5 separate regions of the Mus musculus genome follow, and regions 1, 2, 3 and 4 are each linked to region 5. A link is a contact called in public Hi-C, HiChIP or PLAC-seq and Micro-C data. All regions are on one chromosome and are shown on one strand. Each heading gives the region's core, a stretch centred on a gene start, on an enhancer-like site or on the middle of the called end of the contact. The rest is flanking DNA. Distances are from core to core; before and after follow the strand shown. Region 1 overlaps Gm52427 (a long non-coding RNA gene). Region 2 has its middle 52 kb from the start of Gm14635. Region 3 has its middle 31 kb from the start of Gm14635. Region 4 has its middle 34 kb from the start of Gm52427. Region 5 holds the start of Bcor (BCL6 interacting corepressor).

Region 1 (2,756 bases), core at 100-2,599, 200 kb after region 5:
GACACCAGGTCACAGGGACTTTTCATCTCCGTTACATTCTTATGGGATGATCATCTTATTTTTAGTCCATGGTCAAAGTTGCTTTATGCTGGCCATGACTCTACAAAGCACTCAACCACCGAACTCCATCCTAACATACTTTTTCCCTTCTTATTTTGAGACAGAGTCTCACTTAGTTCCCTAGACTGGCACATTTAAGTGGTGTACAAGCAAAACATTCACACATCTAAAATTTTTTTAAAGTTAAAAAAAAAAATCTCTGAACCTGGTAGTATCTGTCAAATTTTCAAATGTGCATACTCCTTGATATAGTGATTCCTCTACTGGGAGTTGATGCCCCTTGCATGTGTTATGCCATGCTACAGGCAGCTATTGCTACAAAACCAACTGTGTAGGTTTGAATGAGAATGGTCCCTACAGGCTCATGCGTTTGAGTATTTGGTCCTCAGTTTGTGGAGCTGTTTGGGAAGGATTAGGAGGTGTGGCCTTGTTGGAGAAGGTGTGTCACTGGGGATGGTTTTTTTTTTTTTTTTAAAGATTTATTTATTTATTATATGTAAGTACACTGTAGTTGTCTTCAGACACTCCAGAAGAGGGCATCAGATCTTGTTACAGATGGTTGTGAGCCACCATGTGGTTGCTGGGATTTGAACTCTGGACCTTCGGAAGAGCAGTCGGGTGCTCTTACCCACTGAGCCATCTCACCAGCCCTGGGGGTGGGTTTTGAGGTTTCAAAAGACTCACAGGATTCCTAGTGTGCTCTTTATCTCCGGCTTGCCCTTTGAGATGTATCAGGCCTTTGTTGCACCATCATGTACTCTAAGCCCTTGTAATCATTGGTTGTCCTGGAACTCACAATGTAGAGCAGGTTGGTCTTAAACTCAGATATCTACCTTTTGCTTCCAAAGTTCTGGGACTAAAGGCATGTACCACCATGCCAGGCACTGTTATTACTTCTTGGTTTGTTGAGTGGTCCTATTGGTTTGCGTTAGACTAGCCTCATTTTGTCTAGGTTCCCCTGGTGGATCTGTGGTCAGCAGACAGATGGGCTGGGAAATGAGGCTCTGTTCCATACCCCGTGTACCCAGCCAGCCCAGGTTTGCCTTATGCATTTGGAGACACACAAAGAAGAAAAGTACATAAAGTACTTTTAAAAGCAGCTGTTTACATCATTTGCTAAACAAGTCATGTGGTGAAGGGGCAAGGAAACATACTGGCATCTTTAGTGAGAGGAGCAGACTGAGTAAAGGTCAAAGGGCAAGAGGAAAAGACTCGGTGCCGTAGGCATGATCAATCCGCTGCGTGAGTGAAACAAAGGCATGTGGTTACTTACTGCAGCACGGCTGGTGACAGAACCAACTGAGACAGCCATCAGGAAGAGGCGGGCTAAATGAACCATGTCTACACTCTAGAAACATCTGTGGCTGGAAAAAAAAATGAAGAAGCGCTGTGTCTGGTTGGAGAAGTCCTGAAGGTAGACAATTCAACAAAAAAATCCCCGAACAAGTAAGTGCATAAGAGTGTGTGTGTGTGTGTGTGTGTGTGTGTGTGTGTGTGTGTGTAGTAGGCAAACTGTGAAGATATGTAGGACTCTATGGAGCTGAGGAGAGGGTTCAATGGGTAAAAGTGCTTCTTGCCATGTGAGCATGAGAACCTGAGTTCAAATCCCCAAGTCTTGCATTAAAAAAAGCCTGCCATGGCTGTGCATGCCTGCGATTTCAGTGCTGTAGGGGCTGAGGCAGGTAGATCCCAGAGTGCACAGGCTATCTGCCCTGTCAGAAACACAGAGTGTCAAGTTCAATGAGATACCTGGTTTCAAGGGAAGAAGTTGGAGAGTTATAGAGCAGGACACTCACTGTCTTCTTGTAGCTTCCATGTAGGAGTGCATGCATCTACATACATGTGCACAGACATAGGTATATATCACAAACACACAGAGAAAGAAACTGTGCATTTCTATCCATTACTGCTTGCATACAGTAACTATACAAATGAGCATGGGTAGGGGCTCCAGATAGAGATAGAGGGGACATTTTTCATTATATGCATAAAGTAAGTCTCAGACTCCTACAATAACACAGATATAAAAATTAACATTAAACAGCTTCATGGGTGTGCTCACTAAATAAACTCGGAGAAAATACAAACAGCGACTTCTGTGGCCTCCGGAAATCTCTCTAGAGTTCTCTATAGAGAACTTGACCATTACATTTGAGGTCCTGGGTTTGAATTCCATCACACCAGTAAATAAATACAAAATTTAAATCAATGGAAATTAATAAATCAAAAGTGAAACAGTGATCCTCCAGCCTCTGTCTCCTAAGTGCTGGGCTTGTAGGCATGTGCCACTCCTAACATAAGTCTTACGTTCTAACCTGCTTTTCTTTTGTTTGGTCTTTTAAGAGGGTTTCCCTATGTGGACCTGGCTTGCCTTGAACTTGCAGTGATCCTCCTGTCTCTGTTTCTTAAGTGCCACTACTCCTGGCCTGTTTTCTGTTTTGTGGAATCATTTTGGAAAAAAATATTGTTTGTGTGTAAAAGGACAAGTGCCTGCCCCTTCCCACCCCACTGGGTTGTCCTGTCTCCAACGAATGACAACAGGTTACCCCTCTGCTTCTGACCAGGCACTGACATTTCTGAAGGATTCGAGAGTCTATGCGTTGCTTTAAACTGGGATGTATTTCTCAGCTCTTCAAATGTCAGCGTGCCGCTCTGCTAGGACAGGATCCCATTTCTCAGGAAATGTCTAGAGCCAA
Region 2 (2,700 bases), core at 19-2,518, 220 kb before region 5:
TGCAGGAGCCGCAAGTGCTTTGGACTCACATGCACACGCTTCCTCGCTTCCATATAAATATATTTACATACGAAAATAATAAAAAAGAAATAAATAGAAAGTTAACCAAGCAACGAGAGTGTGTCAGCAAGCAGCATTACTACAGGGTTCCTGCCTTAAGCCCTTGTCCTGACTTGTCTCAACAGTGGATGTGACCTGGAAGTATAAGCCAAATAAACCCTTGGTTCCCCCATTGCTTTTGGCTCGCTTATTTTGCCATAGCAACAGAGCTCAAACAGAACCTGAACTGGCCTTTAGGATCAAGGAAGGGATTCTCTGTAAATTCTAGACCTGCATGGTCTAGATCGTGAGGTCCAGGTTAGCCAGTACTACATAGAGAGACACATACGTGCACACAGAGTAAGTACATTAAATGCAATAATGTATTTTGAGATATGGTCTCATTGTGTATCTCTGGCCCGCAACTCACTAAGGAAATCAGGCTGGCCTTAAATTCAGAGATTTGCTTGTGTCTGCCTTAAGGGCTAGGATTAAAAGTTTGTACCACCACACACAGCTAAATGTGATAATTTTAAAATAAATAAATCTCTTTTTCCTTCCTTCCTTCCTTCCTTCCTTCCTTCCTTCCTTTCTTTGTTCTAGTTTTTAAGACAGGGTTTCTCTGTGTAGTCCTTGCTGTCCTGAAACTCACTCTGTAGACCAGGCTGGCCTCAAACTCAGAAATCTACCTGCCTCTGCCTCCCAAGTGCTGGGATTAAAGGCATGTGAATCACTACCACCCTGCTTTTCTTTTAATTTCTTTCCATGCTTATGATGGGACCTAGGGCTTCAAACACATGTACTACCAGCCAGCTCCACCCTAGTCCTTGAATCTCTTAATATTTTTTAAAAGATTTATTTATTTATTTATTTATGTATATGAGTACGCTGTTGCTGTCTTCAGACATACCGGAAGAGGACATCAGATCCCATTACAGATGGTTGTGAGCTACCATGTGGTTGCTGGGAACTGAACACAGGACCTCTGGAAGAGCAGCCAGTGCTCTTAACCGCTGAGCCATCTCTCTAGCCCTGAATCTATTAATATTTGACGCTCTAAATTTCAACTATTTTCCTGGCCCAATCTAACTACATTCCTTAAGAAAACAGACAGCTTGGAGGAAATATAGATAAAAATATCAAATGTCCAACTCAGCACAAATTGTCACAGCTCAAGATTTGCTGGTAAAACTGGGTGTGACCTAATCCAAACGGAAGGACTTTTACAAGTTAAGTCCCTTCAACCCTCTTCCTCATAGAAGGGTATGCAATGACAACAGATGTCTTCCAGAGTGCCCGGTCACTTCCTATTTATATTTTCTAGGGTTTCCCTTGTCTTAAACCATTGAGTAGGATTTGTGTGCCGGAGGGGAGGTCTCTACTTCCGGGAGAGACCAGGAGCGGGAAAAGGCAAGGACTCAGGCTTAGTGAAGCCCTGGCCTGACCTCACAGAGGTGCCGGAGTAGAAATGGCACTTGAGTGCTCTTTCTGACCCCAGCCTAGGGAGCTGGGCTTGTGTGCTCCTGCCTAAAGAATGAGTCACTGGCTACAGGCCATGTGAATTCCCAGGTGTGGCTAAGTGGCTCCAGTCACCTAAGGGCAGGCCCCTGAAACAGGTCACAGGTGCAGGCTGTCACTGAGCTGTCAGAGCAGAGAAGCCTAAGGACATCAAGAGTAAAAGGGGTCTGTGTGACCCTTTCCTTTGGTGATAGGAGGAGGTGGGACACAGAGAAACTGAACCTCAATACTAGAAAACCCCTGAATTTGGTTTTAAATCCCAGGCGGCAGAAGCTAAGGGGATCCCTGGTTTTTCTCTTTCTTTCTTTCTTTCTTTCTTTCTTTCTTTCTTTCTTTCTTTCTTTCTTTCTTTCTAATTTTTTTTTGAGACAGGGTTTCTCTGTATAGCCCTGGTTGTCCTGGAACTCACTTTGTAGACCAGACTGGCCTCGAACTCAGAAATCCGGCTGCCTCTGCCTCCCCCCCACCCCCTGCCCCCGAGTGCTGGGATTAAAGGCGTGCGCCACCTCGCCGGCTTCACTTAATTATTTAATGTACACAATATATTTACACCAAAAAGAATTCATTGCTTGATATCCCAATGGAACTGACAACCCAGTGCACATTCTTGTCAGCCTGTGGCACCGAGAGACACTTAGGAGACGCGTAAAGAACACTTCTGGGTGTGTCGATGAGGATAGTCCCAGAGTTGGAGAAAGTGGGTATGTCTCAGCCCTGACCTCTTCTTATTCCTCTGTCTACTTCCTAGTCACCCCGAGGTGAACAGCACTGACTTTACCTGTCCCTGCCATAATATTCTGATGCTCCACAGCCCAACAACAGCAGCCAGGGCACCATGGACTAAAATTTCTGAAACCCAAATAAAGCTTTCCTCCTTTGAATTCTGCCTCTCATGAATTTGTCCAAGAAATAATCTCTGGCTAGCTTACAGAGTAAGCTAGAATGCCCTTGGGTGGCCAATGAGTCACTAGACTGGAGTTAGACTGCCTCTAAACTTTGGGATTTTTTTATTACATATTTATTTATTGACTTATTTATTTATTTACTGTTTGTAAGTATGTAGTGTGCTCTCGTGTGTGTGTGCACGCACGCACACACATGAGCACGCACACCATGATGTACATGTGGAGGTAAAAAGACAGT
Region 3 (2,700 bases), core at 23-2,522, 240 kb before region 5:
TAATAGATATGTGGCTTGCAGTACCCATTCTATAAATTACCTACCAGAAACCTACGCATTTGAGATGACCAGGACCTCTGATCCTACCTACAGACAGTGCAAACAGTGAGGATATTGAGTCCTGGCATGTGTCAATAGTATTCTCATTCTAATATTAAGAATCTATTCTTAGACTAGGCATGGTGGTGCACGCCTTTAGTCCCAGCACTTGGGAGGCAGAGGCAGGCGGATATCTGTGAGTTCGGTGCCATCCTGGTCTACAGAGTGAGTTCCAGGACAGCTAGGGTTGTTACACAGAGAAACCCTGTCTCAAAAAACAAAACAAAACAAAAAATAAAAATAAAAATAAATAAATACAGAACAAACCAATCAAACAAGCAAAAGGAATCTATTCCTAGGTCCTGGTAAGTTCAGCAGCACTTATATTAAGTTCAATGGCCTGAGTTTAATATCTGAGGGCCCACATACTAGAAAGACAGAACCATCCAAAAGTCTGACCTCCACACATGGGCCATGGCATGCCCCCCTCAACCTAAATAAATATGATTTAAAAGAATAATAATAAAAGTCTATTTTTATGGTCCTGTGAACTTGTCCCAGATATATGTACGATAGCCAAGGTAACAGGTTGGTAAGTTGACTGACTATATTGGCTACTGGTCGCCAACTATTGGTCACTGACACTGGAGCTGACCCTCAGCTTGCATGCTCAGCTGGCATTTGGATGAGAGAGCCATCTTTTGGCTGGGCCCTGGCAGAATAGCATGAAATGAAGAAGCAACAAAAACCTGTAGGAATTATTCCCAGACCCATGGCAAGGCTAACCAAGAATAAGAGAGAGCTGAATAAAATACAGAAAGAGAAAGACATAACTACAAACAAAAATCATTAAATGAAATAAAATCATTAAATGGGGAAAAGACCGTTTAAATTGGAAGGCAAAATTACAATCAAGTCCTTGTAATCTATAACGTTAATGTTTGATCAAGATGATCCTTTCAAAGGCAGCAAATACAAAGAGATTAAAGACATCCCCTCTCCAGGAGCTTCAGGTGAGGTCTATTTTGGTCCATTTGAACACATTAATAATAAAGTCTGAGTCAACAGTAATGCATCGGTGTCACATTAAAGAAAGAAATCAAAACACTTCCCCTTGGTGTCATTTAACCAGGAGCAAGTCCACATTTGAATTCTCTACTTTTACCTCCCTGTGTCTGCCATCCTTTTGCTTCCTACTGTATGAGTCAGAGTTCGTGCCTGCCCGAAGAATGTCCTGTGACTCTGTCCCAGTGTCTGCATGTCCGGGTGTGTCCCTAATGAAAGGCTCTGCTCTGTCTCTTATAGAACAGCGCAGAAACCATCATATGGGGGCAGAGTGAGGGACACTTTACAGAAATCTTTAACAGTTTCACAAGGGATTAAGTCACTGGCTCCAACTGACCCCAGTTGACTCATAACAAACATCATTGTTTATCAAGCAATATCCGTATGTTGAGTTCAACAGTTATGGTGGATATTAATTTTATAAGATTGCTTTCAACCTCTGTGTTTGCCGCTTTCGCAAATGATACAAATGCATAATTTTGTGTCAGGGGCATGAAAGAGTGCATAATTTAAGAGTACAGTTAAGCATAAGCTAGGTTGTAAAAGCTAATGGGAAATTCAAGGCAAATAAGGTTGGCTGTTACATTGTTCTCTTAAAAGTAGGTTAAACAAACAGGCTGAGTCCACAGTAGGATATCAGTCTTGAGTTTTAAATGACCTCAAGGTATATTATTAACTCTGGCTGTAAGGTCCAGAAAAAAGTTCCAGTCTCTTAGAATGTTAGGGACATTTTCATTACAATATTGCATCACCGCAGTCTGTGAAACTTTTTCTAAATTTTATCACATTTCCTTATTTATTTAGGTGGGGGAGGTATGCTTGTGCCACAGCTCACATGTACTGGGTTCTCTCTTTCTAATGTACGGGTTCCCGGAATCAAACTCAGGTTGTCAGGCTTGACAGCAAAAGCCTTTACCCTCTGTACCATCTCCCTAAACCAAATTCTGTGAAACTTTTAAGAACTGTTGGCCAGGTGATGGTGGTGTATGCCTTTAATCGCAGCACTCGGGAGGCAGAGGCAAGCAGATCTCTGTGAATTTGAGGCCAGCCTGGTCTACAAAGTAAAGTTCCTGGACAGCCAAGATTACACAGAGAAACTCTGTCTTGAAAAAACAAAAAGAAAAAAAGAACTGTTCAATTCTGGGTTGATATTATCCCCTATCCAGAGAATGGTCTTAGCCACTTTAATTAATGTAATCAAGATAACTCCCTACAGGAATATCCGGAAGTACATCTCCCTCGTGATTCTAGGGTCTGGGAAGTTGACAATTAACAGTGACCACTACAAATAGACTAGCAGATGATAGATTGAGTAGGGTCATCTGTGTTATCCACATAGTACAGTCTCCCAAGTGGGCTTCTCTAAGGGTTCAGGAGGCCCAGATATGCTATAAGAGCCAGTGTCAGTATGACCCTGGGAGTGTGGTAAGTGAATTGCTTTGGATGAGATTCTGTTGGAGAAATTGTCACTTCTGTCACTGTTTGATTGGTTAGCAGGGCAGCAGAGTGCTGTTCCAACTGGCTCCAATCCCAAACCACTCTGGCTGGCAACCTGGTGAGCAAAACAAAGCTAAGAGCTAAGGGGTGAATAACCTC
Region 4 (2,700 bases), core at 45-2,544, 150 kb after region 5:
CAAATCCCATATATGAAACTCTGGTTCTCAAAGCTCTGAACAAGGACCCTCAGTCTGTGTCCTTTCCTGGTTTCCTCTGCTGTCACCCACAGTGCCTCTGCAGCTTTTATTCTGGCTGTCTTGTGTGACTGCTTAGTTTCCATAATAAGAAACCTCATGAGCTGGGGCAGCCAAAGTTGCTTGATTCTTTGCAGTATCGTCAGAGTTGATGAAGGCGCTAGAATAAACTCCCAGAATCTTCAGGCTGTTTTCCAAGAAGGTTGTGATTGGTTTGTGTAGAATCATCAACCCTGGGCCTTGGGGGAGGGGAGGCTTGTGAGCAGAGGAGATGGCCGGCTCAGGCGTGTCTGACCTCTGGCCCTCAGGCCAAGTGTTGCCGCCTGGGATGGAGGCTAGCTAAGAATGGGCCCCACACAAAATTGCAAACCTACAACATGAGGTTTTCTTTTCTGTTTTTAGCTCCATCCATGGCTTGTGAGCATAAACTTTGTATATGACAAAATCCTGTCACAATGGCAAAAGACTGGACATACCTGCTTCATGGACTATGGTAGGCTGTGTGGCTTCTTCCTTCTCCAACTTTTATTTTTGTGACAGGGTCTTACTATGTAGATGAGGTTGGCCTCTAATTCACAGTGATGCTCCCGGCTCTGACTCCCAACCTCTTCAAGCTCAAACCCACCAGCCTCGGGTGTCATCATCTGCAGGATGAAGCTGGCGGGGACTACAGGAATGGAGGAAATGACACAGACATAGAAAAGCTGAGGCTGCCTCATATCTGCTTTCTGACAGAGATGTACCAGTAGCAACCTGGAAACCTGGCCATTTCTTATACAAAGCAGGAAAACAGAGGCAAGGGTTAGCTAGAGGGGGTTTCTGTACCGGTAAGTCTCAGGCCACGGTCATCTGGGAGGAGTTTGGTACTTTCTGCAGACACTATCAGGAAGGCTTCCCTATTCCCAGGGAAGGCCTTGGCGTTCCCAGGAGTCTGATGCATTGGGGTACGTGAAGTGGCTCCTCACACTGGAGCTTTTGAAGGCCAGGTCAACGGCCACGATACAGGCACACAGGCTGGCCAGAATCCCACATGCTCCCAAGGTTTCAGAATTTTTTTTTTTTTTAATCTCCCCTGGGTTCCTCACATGCTTTGGGTAGCAAAAGAGGGGGCCTGAGGATCAGGAAGCAAGTGATTTCTCTAGGATGACGGCTGCCTCTGTCACTCTTCGGCTTCCCCAGGGCCTGGCCTTATTAGGATGCCTCCATCCTGAGTCAGGCCGGAAGTTGCTCGCTCTGGTGTAATTACATTAAGCATCCAGGACGGTGATGTGGGGACAGCTTGCCGCAGTGTTTTGCAGGGCAGTCTGCATTCTTTGGTGTCTTGGTCAGCCTGGCTTCACAGTCTGAAGCCTGCATTGCTGGGCTGGGCAGAGGGACAGGTTCCCCTTGCCAGCTCAGGTCTAACTGCAGAGTTCTCTAGGCCAGTGAGCAGCCAGAGCCAACCCCTGATTGCCTGAATCCTCCTGCAGGGCAGACAGCAGGAACCTGTGTGGGAAGGCAGGCAGAGCACCCTTCTCAGCCTGCAGGGGTACAACTCTGAATGGGGGGCATGGGCCTCTTAGTCTGCCCCTTGCTCTCCAGACTGACTAAGCTGTTTGTGTTTATATACACACAGCTGCTCTTGGTGTCTATGTGTAAACCTTTCTTTCACCTTAAATGTTTAAAAATAACATCATTTATAAGCAATGCCAAGTTAGCCTTAGGACCGAATCTCACACCCCATACCAAAATAAATACCAGTTGAATTAAAAAAAAAAAAAAAAGCAAGACAAAGCCTGAGGAGATGAGGAGATGGTTCCCTGGGTAAAAGTGCTTGCTTTGCAAGCATGCGGACCCAAGGTCAGATGCCCAGCATCCATGCAAAAGCTGGCGTGGTGATATGTGCCTGTAACCACGGGGCTGGGGGAGAGACGCGAGAGACATGGGCACAGATGGGTCCAGAGGCCTTCTCAGCCAGCTAGTATAACCAATTGGTGAGTATCGGGGTCTGTGAGAGACCATGTCTGAAAAATTTAGCTGGAAGGCATTAAAGGCAGACACCTGATGCCAACTTCTGGCCTCCACATGCACCCGCACGGGAGGAACACCATTGCCACACACATGCACGCACACACATACAATGCAGACCTAATAAGAAACATCTTGAAGAATGAACAAAAGCCGTTTTGAAATCTCTTAGTAGACAATTAGTTGAGAGGGTGGCATGGATCACTGGCGTTTTCTTAAAAGATGCCCACCTCACCCATAAGCAGAGCTAAGTATAAACGGGGCAGTAACGTGATGCTGATTTCCCTTACGTTTGCAGAAGAAAAGTATTGGAGGAGGCAGAAAGGGACAGACAGTGGCGATGTGAATTGGAACAGCGTCTTTGGAGAACAATTCGGCCATATTTATACGCATTTAAATGTGCTTTGAGCCGATAGCCCAGATTTCTACTGTTAAGGTAGACCTGCCCCAGCACTCAGGGTTTCCTGCCATCACTTTATGCCCTCAAACTGGGAACAGTCTTCATGCTCAACAGAAGGGGGGGGGGGTTAAATAAACAAGGCGTATCCAGGTCATGAAATACTGTAAGATGATTGAAAAAATAACATAGACAGATACGGAATATTCTCCAAAGAAATGAAGTGAAAAAAAATCCAA
Region 5 (2,700 bases), core at 78-2,577:
CCTGAACCTCGCTTCTCGGCTTCCCCCTTTCGCTTGCCTGCCCTTCCCCGCCCCCCATCCCCCCCTGGCGCCCAGAGCTGCTCCTGGTGCGTAGGAGAAGCTCGATACGTGTCAATTGGATTGAACTGCTGCGGGCGCAGGCTGTACACTGCCGCCGAGCCTTGATCTGCACGACGTTACCGAGTGAAAATTTATGGGCTGAACGGTGAAGCCAAAAGTTGTTCCCGGCCAAGTAAAATAAAACGCGGGAGATACTCTCACGAGGCCGAGGTGAGAGACGAGGGCAGACCTTCCAGCCATCGGAGGTCCGGACTGTGAAATGCTTAAGAACTGGGAGAAACTCAGGCTCATCCCAGGTCCCTTTATGGTCCTCCCACCCCCTTGTGTCCCCAAGAGCAGCCCCCCACCTCAACACAATTCCCACACAATTGAAATGTCCGGGGAGCAAGGGCGCGGAACTGCCACTGTTGCGGGTGGTGGTGTTTTCACGTAGCTCTTAGCGCCTTAAGGGGAAGTAGCTCCTCTGGGAAGAAGGGGCGAGGTGCGGTGGGGGTGGACGCCCACGCGCACTCAGGCTCTGCTGGGCTGGCTCTCGGAGGGGACGCTAGGCCGGGAGAGCGCAGCGCTGGTGGCGAGAGGAGGCAGTGGCGCCTGCCGCTGGGGTTTGACAGCTTTGGCTGAGAGGAGTGCGAGGCGCTTTATGGTAATTGCGGTCCTCCACTGGCCTTCTGGGTAGCAAGGGGAGTCTCGGCGCGCGGCAGGGAAAGCCTCCCCCGCCGCCCCGCCGCCCCGCCGCCCCCCATTCTTGGGGCTGGGGATTTGTTGGCCGACCTAGCCGTCGCCGCTGCGGAGTCGGTCTCCAATACCCTAGGACGTGAGCCCTGGCTGGGCGTGAATGCTAACTCGGCCGGAGCTGGGACGGAGAGGACAGAGGGCGGTAGAGTTGGGGGGGGGGTACGAGGACACGACCCGCCACCCAGGTGGTTTGGGGTTCAGATGTGGCGAGGCCCCAATGCACCCGGCTGGGAATCCGTGAGGGCCGGGGAAAGTCGGGCGAACCTTTCCTGGGGAATCACCCCCTCCCGAAACCCCACCGCGGAGGCGCCGCAGCGGAGGGTGAGCGGAGACTGGGGATCTCAAACTTGCGAGAGCTGGAGGCGGCGGCGGCGGCGGGCGGGCGGGCGGCTGTCGCTCGAGCGCTGCGCCTGAGGGGGGAGGGGAGGCGGCTGTTGGGAGGGAGGGAGGGAGGGCGGGCGGAGGGAGGGGGAGGAGGAAGAGGAGGGAACCTGGGAGGGGGGACGCGTTGGGATCGCGGCGTGCGGCAGCAGACGGAGCCTGAGCTCCCAGCGGCAAGGTGAGGCAGAGCTGCGCTCCGGGCCGAACGGCGACCGAGCTCTTCGGCCGAGGGGGAGACGCGCCGGAACCCAGAGCACGACCGAGAGCGGGAGCGAGGCGGGCGGCGGTGGCGGAGGGGGAGCACGCGAGCCGCCGGGCGGAGAGCCCGAGCCGCGCTGTCGCCGCGGAGGGACGACTTGGCCAACACACTCGCTCACACACACTCACACACACACCCAGCCCGAGCGGGCGCTCTCGGCGAACCGTCAACATGGCGCTGGGGCTCTTGCCCGAGCGCGGGCGGCAGCGGCGGCGCGGGAGCTGCTGAGGGTGACAGAGCTCGGGCCAGCTGCGGGAGGAGAGGATCGCGCGGGGCCGTCGCCACCTGCCCTGAAGCTCGCAGCCCGCCCCGCCCCGCCCCACCCCCACGCGGCCCAGAGCCCACCCCTCCGCCGGGCCGACCCCGAGGGCAGCAGAGCGGCTGCAGTCGGCGGCGAGCGAGCGCGGCGCTGGGAGTGGACTGCGGGCACCAGAGGAAGCCAAACTTTGCTGCTCGCTGCGCTTTCCCGGCCGGGCTCCTTCACGTAGCCGCCCTCTCCCGACCCCGCACACATTCACCCAGCCAGCCGCCCCCGGATCTTCCTCGCCGCCTGGACTCCGCTCCGGGGAAAACTTCAAAGCGCCGGATCGCAGGGCTCCCTGCCTACTTCCCGACTGGGGATTTCAGGTCAGTGCCCGGAACACCTTTCCCCGGGGGCCGCGGGCGGGCTGGCGCGCCGGGGACTGCAGCCGACCTCCTCCCTCCGAGGGTTTCTCCTCCGACTTCGGTAGACCCCCGTTGGGAGGCTTAGCTACCTTGCTCGCTTTCGGTTTTACATCAGAGCTGCAAGTTATTAAAAATGCAGCCAACCTAAGCGGCCCCCGCATGGGCACCAGGGAGGGAGGGACTCGACGGAGGACCTGCCGCCTCCCGAGGGGTTGGGAGGATCGGGAGTTGAACGAGTGGAAGTTTGCAGCCTCTGTGTGTCTGCGCGGGAGCGCGGTCGTCGCCGAGCGTCGGGAGTCAGGCGGGGGGGGGGGTGCTGGGCTGGAAGCTGGGAACCTCGTCTCGGCGTTACCTCGCTAGCAGGAAGGGGAGGGCGGCGGGTTCCCGTCTGCTTTCTTTTTCGACTCGGAAAAGAACTGTAAAAACCCCCAGCCGCCGCCGCTTCGTCTGGCCTCTCCTGGGGCCCGGCGGTGCCTCCGAGTGGAACGCCGGCTTGAGCGTGCGCTAGTGTGTGCGGCGGGCGCCTCGGACCGAGCCGAGCTCGACCTGCCGTCGTCGCTCAACTCCGGAGGGGAGTCCCGGGTTTTTCCTTGGCTTGC

What was found. A called contact is a pair of places that touch in the nucleus more often than the background predicts. HiChIP or PLAC-seq counts read pairs in DNA pulled down with a chosen protein or histone mark.
Region 1: an H3K4me3 HiChIP or PLAC-seq map of pro-B cells shows a contact between it and region 5, with 3 times the contacts expected there. The contact joins the enhancer-like site here to the promoter of Bcor in region 5. A contact is called at or near these places in 4 of 484 Hi-C or Micro-C datasets (B cells, the C2C12 cell line, muscle stem cells and 1 more), 10 of 115 datasets of contacts at active chromatin or transcription factors (the NIH/3T3 cell line, embryonic forebrain, embryonic hindbrain and 6 more) and 1 of 9 other capture datasets (embryonic stem cells).
Region 2: a contact with region 5 is called in an H3K27ac HiChIP or PLAC-seq map of trophoblast stem cells, with 7 read pairs. The contact joins the enhancer-like site here to the promoter of Bcor in region 5. A contact is called at or near these places in 6 of 484 Hi-C or Micro-C datasets (the G1E-ER4 cell line, cerebral cortex, differentiating embryonic stem cells and 1 more), 4 of 115 datasets of contacts at active chromatin or transcription factors (embryonic stem cells, stem cell-derived neural progenitor cells and trophoblast stem cells) and 3 of 9 other capture datasets (adipose tissue, embryonic stem cells and pancreatic islet).
Region 3: a Hi-C map of the C2C12 cell line shows a contact between it and region 5, with 3 times the contacts expected there. The contact joins the enhancer-like site here to the promoter of Bcor in region 5. A contact is called at or near these places in 7 of 484 Hi-C or Micro-C datasets (the AML12 cell line, the C2C12 cell line, the G1E-ER4 cell line and 3 more), 3 of 115 datasets of contacts at active chromatin or transcription factors (large pre-B cells, pancreatic cancer cells and stem cell-derived neural progenitor cells) and 1 of 9 other capture datasets (embryonic stem cells).
Region 4: a Micro-C map of muscle stem cells shows a contact between it and region 5, with 10 times the contacts expected there. The contact joins the enhancer-like site here to the promoter of Bcor in region 5. A contact is called at or near these places in 8 of 484 Hi-C or Micro-C datasets (the C2C12 cell line, cerebral cortex, cochlea and 4 more), 2 of 115 datasets of contacts at active chromatin or transcription factors (embryonic stem cells and large pre-B cells) and 2 of 9 other capture datasets (embryonic stem cells and pancreatic islet).

Annotation. Positions count from the first base shown.
Region 1 is chrX:11,876,889-11,879,644 of GRCm38.p6, reverse strand. The region is part of intron 2 of Gm52427 (a long non-coding RNA gene); the gene reads left to right. Among named protein-coding and RNA genes, the nearest start is that of Gm52427, 17 kb to the left of the region's middle. Within about 2 kb of position 1,349, at least 9 of the 459 cell types and tissues checked have an H3K27ac peak or open chromatin away from gene starts, as enhancers often do. A contact at or near this core is called in pro-B cells, where this site is marked.
Region 2 is chrX:12,301,304-12,304,003 of GRCm38.p6, reverse strand. No RefSeq gene overlaps it. Among named protein-coding and RNA genes, the nearest start is that of Gm14635, 52 kb to the left of the region's middle. Within about 2 kb of position 1,268, at least 6 of the 459 cell types and tissues checked have an H3K27ac peak or open chromatin away from gene starts, as enhancers often do. A contact at or near this core is called in trophoblast stem cells, where this site is marked.
Region 3 is chrX:12,322,608-12,325,307 of GRCm38.p6, reverse strand. No RefSeq gene overlaps it. Among named protein-coding and RNA genes, the nearest start is that of Gm14635, 31 kb to the left of the region's middle. Within about 2 kb of position 1,272, at least 16 of the 459 cell types and tissues checked have an H3K27ac peak or open chromatin away from gene starts, as enhancers often do. A contact at or near this core is called in the AML12 cell line, the C2C12 cell line and pancreatic cancer cells, where this site is marked.
Region 4 is chrX:11,928,250-11,930,949 of GRCm38.p6, reverse strand. No RefSeq gene overlaps it. Among named protein-coding and RNA genes, the nearest start is that of Gm52427, 34 kb to the right of the region's middle. Within about 2 kb of position 1,294, at least 34 of the 459 cell types and tissues checked have an H3K27ac peak or open chromatin away from gene starts, as enhancers often do. A contact at or near this core is called in the C2C12 cell line, embryonic fibroblasts, muscle stem cells and 1 more, where this site is marked.
Region 5 is chrX:12,079,180-12,081,879 of GRCm38.p6, reverse strand. Bcor (BCL6 interacting corepressor) reads left to right here and starts at 1,327. Exons shown (of 15, transcript NM_029510.3): 1 at 1,327-2,062.